Regions from separate parts of the Pelodiscus sinensis genome. Here region 2 is linked to region 1. The links are chromatin contacts, called in public Hi-C maps. All regions are on one chromosome and are shown on one strand. The core of a region is the stretch at or near the end of the contact, and the rest is flanking DNA. Distances in the headings are between cores, read along the strand shown. Region 1 holds the start of SPDYA (speedy/RINGO cell cycle regulator family member A). Region 2 holds the start of PLB1 (phospholipase B1).

The links. A called contact is a pair of places that touch in the nucleus more often than the background predicts.
Region 2: a contact with region 1 is called in a Hi-C map of liver, with 5 times the contacts expected there. The contact joins the promoter of PLB1 here to the promoter of SPDYA in region 1. A contact is called at or near these places in 3 of 5 Hi-C or Micro-C datasets (blood, liver and an unstated tissue).

What each region holds. Positions count from the first base shown.
Region 1 is chr3:160,674,752-160,679,009 of ASM4963464v1, reverse strand. It overlaps SPDYA (speedy/RINGO cell cycle regulator family member A), which reads left to right and starts at 2,105. Exons shown (of 7, transcript XM_006115611.4): 1 at 2,105-4,258.
Region 2 is chr3:160,927,204-160,931,461 of ASM4963464v1, reverse strand. PLB1 (phospholipase B1) reads left to right here and starts at 1,764. Exons shown (of 58, transcript XM_075925371.1): 1 at 1,764-1,901.

The DNA.
Region 1 (4,258 bases), core at 856-3,355:
AAAGGGCAACACTACTTTCTAGAGCTGTCTTGAATCTTGCTGTACAAAATATTCTTGGGGATACAGTCTCCTCCCTTTCCCCTGACATGACTGAGCCATCACAACCTCCTCTTCTTGATAGTGGTTTCTAAGTGTGTCAGTCCCATGTGCTTTAATTCCTCTGTGTTTGGTATTTTGTCTTCCCGCTCTATTTTCAGGATCTTGTACCAACATCTCCTGCTCAATCTCTTGATGTAGCTGGTATATGTGGCCCACATTTCTGAATCATAAAACAGGAACGAGCCAAAAGTCTCAAATTAGCATTGTCACCTTAGAAAATAGTTTGCTGTTATTCCATACATGTTTCTGTAACAGCACAAAATTTTTAGCTGCTTCTCCAATTCTTTGTTAGTCAATTCAGTCTGAAGGAGACAATTCCTGCTGATTGTACAACCCAAAGTGCACAAAGCTATCAATAATGCCAAGAGATTTACTCTGCAGATGGATGTCGGGCATTGGTTCTTCCACCCCTTGATACAGGATTGCAATCTTCTTGAAACTAATTGTCAACTTGAAGATCTTGCATGATGCAGAAAATAGGCACAAGAGATTTTGCAGGGACGATTCACTGTGGACAACCCTGACAACAGCATCCACACATAGAAAATCTCTCAAACTGCTCTTTCACCTTTCTTTCGTTCTAATCCTTGTGATGTTAAGCAAGCTTCCACCTAGTCTGGCTTGAAGATAAATACCATCACTGTTGTCCTTAAATGTGTGAAAAAACAATAATGAAAAGTAAATGTTAAGAAGCACAGGGACTAAAACACCCCTATTTCTTCCTGTTAATATCAAAGGCATTTGATTCTATGTCCTCATACATAAATATAATGAAAAAAGGATTTCAAATTATTTGGGTGTGAGCCAGTTTTTTCGAAATAAAGGCCCTATCTGTTGACCCTATCAAAGGTCTTCATCAGCTTAATGAAAACTATGTACAATGGTATTTGTTTTTCTCTGCACTTCTTTTGCAGCTACTTCACCAAAAATATCTATTGAAGTATTAATAAAAGATGTACAGAGAAATGGGAAAAGTTCTTTACCATAAGAAATTATTCCCTGAAGACATGCCTGACACCACTCCCCTGCCTTTAGTGGTATGTAGAATATTTATTTTCTTCCTCCAATAAATCTTTAGTTCTATAAAACAGACAGGACAAGAATTTAAACCAGGATTATATTGCTCAGTATTTCTTGTGAGATTTAATCTGTGAGAAGAAAAAAATTAATAAAGCTGAATCTCACTAGTTCAGGGATTCTCAAACTCTTGCATAGTATGGACCACAAACTCAATAGAGTCTAATGGACCTTCTTCCCTCCCATTGCAATCAATATTTTTTAAGTGCTTGCATGGAACTAAAGTTAGTATATTGTTTCTGTATTTTAACACTTGTTTTTTTTTTAAAGATGTCTTTCTTTGTTCTGCATTTCACCCTGTCCTCTCCTATCTATTATATTTCTCCTTGAAGGGGCAGTGCTTAAAACAGCCTTTGCCCTGTCTGTATTACAGTGTATTTTAGGATTGATGGAACTTGCACCACTACAGAAAAAAATACATTTCCTCAGGCTAGACACACCATTAATGGCTGGCCATTCTAGTCCCACTGGGCCACCTCTGATGCAAATATTGTCAATCCCAAATGTTCAAAAGATGCGAATCAGATGACCTCAAAATTATTAGATTGGCTTTAAAATAGTGAGATTATAAAAATAAATTCAGAATTCTTTTCTTTCTAGGTTTGTGTTTCAAGCTTTTCCCTGAAGCCATGCAAACTAAACACTTAAGTGTCTTGGAGTCCATGCATGCACTGTACACACCTTTCAGCTCTGGACCAATGATATAAGGAGGAGAGACTTGCTGCTTCTCCAGTTTCTTCACAACTATCAATGGCCAGCATCCCAGGCCAGATGATCTTGGGTTTTTCCTGAGTGCTGTCACAGCCAGAGGTAGTGTGGAAAGGAAGGAGCCTGCTGACCAGGCTGTTGATGAGCTGAGCACTCTGACCCGGGGCTAGTTCTCCACTCAGCACTGGAAGTGGGATAACTCTTCTGGGGGCCCAGAGATAGTAGATTTTGTGGGGCCCCTTAGGCTCTGGTTTGGGACCAGAAGTGAGGGGTTCATACTGTGGGAGGGGACAGTGGGTTGAGGTAGGGTGTTGGGTGCAGGAGGGTGAGGGATCAACCTGGGGGGTGCGAGCTCTGGGGTGAGGCTGAAGATGAGACATTTGGATTGCAGAAAGGAGCTCCAGACTGGGGCTAAGGAGTAGCAAGTGCAGGAGAGAGCTCAGGGTAGGAGTTTGAGGCACAGGGTCTGGGATGGATTTATGGTGCAGGAGGTTGGGGTGGGATATGAAGTCTGGGTGAGAGTTAGGGTGCAGGAGGAGCTCAGGGCTGGAGCAGAGGGTTGGGACGTGGGACACTTCCTGTGGGTAGCTCCCTTTTACTGGTGAAGGGAGGAGAGGGTGCAGGGAGGCTGTGCTCAGTGCCCTGCGCTTGCCTGTAGGCCCCGCCCCATGCAGCTCCCTGTGGCCAAGACTCTCTGCCAATGGGAGCTGCAAGGACAGAGACTCCAGGTGAGGGAAGTGTGCAGCCAAAGCTTCCTGGTGTGTGGAGCTCTAGCCAAGCGTGGGGGAGAAGAGGCAATGGCACTTTGTGGAGCTGTATCCTCCTTCCCTCCTGCCAGGCAGGACCAAAACACAGGGGCTTTAGTGCCTAGAGGCCAGGGCTGCTAACTAAAGGGGCCCTGCAAGAAAAAATCTGCACTTTTGGTGGCCCTGAATCTGGGCTGCAGCCCTTAAACCCCTTTCTTATTCCAGCCCTGCTGCCTGGGGATATGGAGGAGCATCAGGGATAGAGATGAGGAGGAAGGGTGAAGTAGGGAGAGGGGGGAACACATGGGTGGGCAGCAGAGGGGGCACATAACCATCTGGCACCTGCCCACACTCACAAGCCAACATAGTGCACAGCCATGCCGCCAGAAACATGATGAAGAGTAGGAGCCCTGGTGACCAACAGCCAGCACACAGAAGGGCTGCACTGATAGACTGGCAAGGGAACTAGCCAGCCTCCATCTATTACCTCCTGTCATTCCACCAGCCTTGCACGCCCATCATTATTGTCAGCCACTGGACTCACCACTGGAGAGTGAGTAACTAGAGAGCAGGAATCCAGCCAGCATCAGGACCCACCATTACTGACGTGGGAGAGGGAGGAGGACAGAAAATACAGGACTATTTGTCCTTTTAAAAGAAAGTCGGGACATCTACAGGAGGATTTAAATAAGGACTTTCCCTTTAAAAACGGGATGTTTGGTCACCCTATTTAGACCCTATTTTTTCTAAATATTTCCTTCATCCTTCTGATAAGGTGGCTTGCCCCTTAAAAGGCTAGAGATCTGGGTTCAGGCATCCATGATTTCCAAGTTGGCATATCCGAGCAGGAATCAGGTGATTCCCATATAAGATCATCAGGAAGTTGCAGTGAAGAGGATGTATGTGTGTATGAGTGTTGCTCAGGGAGACTGGAAAAATGAGACTATAAGCAGAAAAGACCTGGGAGTGCCCAAGAGTATAAACGGATACACTTTGAGTTTTATTTTAAATTTACTTTTTATGAATAATCCCAAATCCCAAAAAGCAATGTTGTGAATAGACAAAATAGGTGGGTGTTTATTTAAGGAACCAAGAGAAGAAACTGAGGGTCCACGTAAGTCTGCCGTGAGGCTACTGGTGTGATTGGGAGGCCTCTACACAACAACAATCTTTCCTTCTACTTGGCTCCAAACACGTGTCAAATTTCTGCACCACCCAACCTTTGATCTTTTCCGCACATCTCTTGTCCCCTCCATTCTTCTAGATTGGTGGTTTTCCATCTTTAGCCTATGGACCCCTCGGGTTCTGCAGACTTTACAAAGGGATCTACCCCTCCATTTGAAATTGTTTAGGGGTCAGCAAAAGAAAAAAGATTGAAAACTGCTGTCCTAGAAGCTCTTTTTTTTTTTTCCCCTGTATGTTTTCTATCTTCTAGGGACTGTCTTGTTTGTGGGCTCCTTTTCCAGCCCCTCTTTATACAAATTTCAATTCCCGCACATACAAAGAGGTCTACAAAGTCTCAGTTCCCACACATCCTTAAACTGTGTTTTCCTCACGCTACAGTCCCCCTCTTTATTCCGCTTGGACTCTCAATAGCGTCTTCCTCCCATTCGCCTCATATCCTCTGT
Region 2 (4,258 bases), core at 515-3,014, 250 kb before region 1:
CCTCCTCTGAACCACACCTCATAACACAAGGTGAACTGAATGACCTTGTCAGGGATTTGGAACTACCCAGGAGTAAGGCAGAGCTGTTGGGCTCCAGACTACTGCAGTGGAATCTCCTGGCAGGTGATGTTAGCGTTTCCATGTTCCATGACCATCAAAAGGATCTTGTCCCATTCTCCTTCATGGAAGGTGATTTTGTAGTCTGCAACAACATCGATGGTGTGATGGCAGCCCTCAACATCGTTCACGATCCAGATGAGTGGAGACTGTTCATTGATTAATCGAAGATGAGTCTTAAAGCTGTTTTGTTCATAATGGCAATGTTTTGCCATCAATTCTAGTTGGTCATGCAGTCCATATGAAGGAAACCTATGACAACATGAAACAACTTTTGCGGTGCATAAACTATGACCAACATCAGCGGCAGCTTTGTGGCAATTTGAAGGTTGCTGCTCTCTTGCTTGGTCTGCAGACTGGATACACAAAGTACTGCTGTTTTCTCTGCAAATGGGATAGTTGTGCAAGAGATTCCCACTACATCAAGATAGATTGGCCACTCTGACAGTCATTGGAGCCTGGGAGGAAAAGTGTTCAGCATCCACCACTTGTTGAATCAAGGAAGATTTTACCACCCTTACACATCAAGCTGGGTCTGATGAAGAACTTTGTCAAGGCCATGGACAAAACACAAGCAGCTTTCAAGTACCTCAGTGGAAAATTTCCAAGGTTAAGTGAAGCTAAGATAAAGGACGGTGTCTTTGTTGGTCCTCAGATTCGTGAACTTCTTCGAGATGATGCATTTGACCATGCACTGCGTGGCAAGGAAAAGACGGCATGGAAAGCCTTCCAGTTAGTGGCAATAAATTTTCTCGGAAACAAGAAGACAGACATCTACAGGTTGTTGGTGGAAAACCTCCTCAAGGCATACAAAAGCCTTGGTTGCAACATGTCACTAAAGATATATTTTTTGCACTCTCATCTAGATTTTTTTTCCACCGAACTGTGGAGCAGTGAGCTAGGAGCACGGCGAGCGATTTCACCAGGACATTGCAACAATGGAGAAACGCTATTGAGGCAAATGGGGCCTATTAATGCTTGCAGACTATTGCTGGACAGTGACAAGAGATGCTCCACTTAATGAATACACGAGACAAGCCAAGAAGCACCGAGTAGACACTGAATAGGACTAAACTATGTACATAATAGTTTTTTGCCTTTTGTTTCATAATAAATTTTATTTATATAACCCTTTTGCTGATTTTTAAAGTGTTACATGAACAGGACAGGTAAAATACTATCATGTAAAGCAACCATAAACACATGAAAAGACCTAGGTTTACAATTTATGATTAAAACTCTACTATCTACACAATATACATAGATGTAAAATGTAAAAACTTAAATATCTTGGAAACAGTAGCCAATCAGTTGTTTTAATTGTCATATTTGAATTCAGCACATCAAAATACATAATAAATAGCACATTTTATCTCTGAAGCAGACAACTTCTAAAAAATTGTAGTCCAGTGTAATAAAGGGAGAGATTTTCTTAACAAAAAGGTATAAAATCTCCAATCAGGAGAAGACTGTAGGCTTTGAACAGCCAAGGCACACACCCAGACCAGTTGTGTCTGCAAAACAGGTGCAAGACAAGCTTACTCTCTACTTTTGCAATAACTCCCATGTTGTGTTGATACAATACACTGGCCTACTTCTGTTGCATCCTAATGGGAGGGCCCAGCAAGGATCCCAACAGGCTGTCACTCTTGGTCTCACAGCTAGAGCTGGTTGAAACGTGGAATTCCCATTTGGAAGGGACAGAGAGTGCCAATGTTTCACGGTTTTTTGCTTTCCAAATTAGAATGAAAACAGATATTGTTTGAAACTTCCTGTGGAATGTGGTATGTTTGAAAAGTGTTGGGGTTTGGACTATTTTTGTTCTGAAATTTAAAAAATTTGTTTTGAATTTCTATGATGTCTTTTTCCTTATTACATATTTACAATAGTTTATTAGCTCCATTAGTAATAGGGTATAATATGATGAAATAGTTAAAATATTCTAGTTTTATTTTAGCACTTATATTGTTTGATTTTTGGGGGGTATCAGATCACTTTGTTACAATACAAACAGGAGACAGCTCTGTGTGTGTGGGCGGGGGGGGGGGGTATATGTCAATCGGTACCAAGTAGCAAGTGCTTTTAATGATTTTACAAATGAAATAAATAAAAATAATAGTTTAATCTGTCATAATATGACATGTCAGTATTAGTTATAAACAGCCTTTTGTTTCAAAATATTTTACTCAGGGAATTTTCTATGAAATAGACCATATTTTCAGGAATGTTTCAGTTATGACAGACCAGCCATTTTTTTTTATTGAAAAAATACTTTCCATGAAAAATTTCTCAGCAGTTCTACGCTCAGCTAAAAGAAGCTTCTTTAGGTCACAGGACAAGGGCTTGTGCGTAAGATGGTGAAGATCCTTGGTTTAACCCCAACTAATGATGTGTTGTACTTAACAGCAGGATGGAAAAATTCCAATTAATCTTAGGATGTATCATATCGGTGTGGAATATTAGCCATAAAGGCTTACCATGGCTTAACCGTTAATAAAAAGGATGAGAGCATTTTAGTGAGATCCAAGCTTTTCATTTATGAATGTGGTGCTACACACGCTGAAATTGCAGTTTGGCCTATTTAAGAATGTACAGTACAATTTAAAATAGTTAATTTGTTCATTTAGTTGGCAATGCAATGGCTATGTCCCTAGAGACAATATCTTCTATTATTTATTTTATTAATTTATATAGCATCCTCCAGAGAGGGGCCTCTAGGGACTACTGTCATACAAAGCATAATAGTGTAGCAAAACCTAACATCTGCATGCAAGATGTGCATTCCATGTAAGCCCCCAAAAGTGAGGGGAGGAGTGCTGTCAGCAAGACAGTGGGAGCAGTAAGCTACATGGTAGAGGTAAAGGTTCTTACAAGAGAGGAAAAAGGCACTGAAACGGGTAAGTATGCAATTTATCTCTCTGAGATATGACCCCATGACCTTAATGTTTAATGGAGTTATTTTCTCAACCCTGCTCTACAGCTGGGGAACCACAGTACAGAGGATAACATTTTTTTTAAAAGCATTTCAGTGACTTAGGAGCCTAAGTGCCTTTGACAATCAGTAAGACTTAGGTCCCTGAGTGCCTAAGGTACTTTAGAAATACTAGCCTGCGAGACTAGGGGCCAGCTTTTAAAAATAGATTGAGTCACCTAATGATGCAGATAGGTGACTCGGCACTTTTGAAAATTCTACAAGGGCCCAGATTTTTGAAGGGATTTTTTTCTCCCTACCCATTATTAGGGGATGCTTATTGTGTGAGGTTTTATATAATTTCTAAAAACATATCTATATAGTCTCATAATGTAACTGAGTGATTGAAAAGCCTCTTTTCTCCCCTCATGTGACTTCCATTAATTTTACTCTGCTTCTGTTACTGGTATTCAACACTGAAGCATCTTGGAGACGTGTGTGAGAGAGAGAGAGAGAGAGAGAGAAAGAGAAGTCTCTGCAGGTTTAAGTTCTGGTGTGCATTATTTTGAGGCTCTTATTTGTATAATACATGTACTATTTTCCCCAGTCAAAGGCTTTTGTTATTTCCCAAAGAGTACAGTGTAGGTAGTGTCAGAAAAGGTCCATCCCCCCCGCCCAAGGCTGTATGTTGAAGGGCTCTGGGGTCACAGGAGATATACCACCAATTGGCAGAGGGCACCCTATGTCATAACTCTCATTAGATATAACATGCTTATTTCTCCAAATCAATGTGGTCATATTCTGTATGTAAAAGATGTCATGTAAGGTGTCACATGCAAATTGGTAACACACTCGTCATCCACATTATTGTTCGGTGTGTGTACAGGGCAGTGTACACAGAATTAGAGGCATTTTCTGGAATTATGTTCCTCGGGTATGTCTGGCAGATAGTGTCTAAGCACAGCCTGTCCTAGGCAAAGTTGCTTCACGGGCTGCACTGTGTCTCTATTGTAAATTCATAGAGAAACCTAGAACAATGAAAAGCTCATTTACATGTAAGCTAAACAAAGCCATTAGGCAAATGAATGGGGAAAGATGACCACTCTTGCCTCTTGAAATAGGGTCAATGAACTTTGGGAAAATATATGCAGAGGCAAAAAAGCCATTTTATCATCCTTCACCTGAGGAGACAAAGAAACCAAATGATTTGTCCTCTGTGTTGGATCCTGG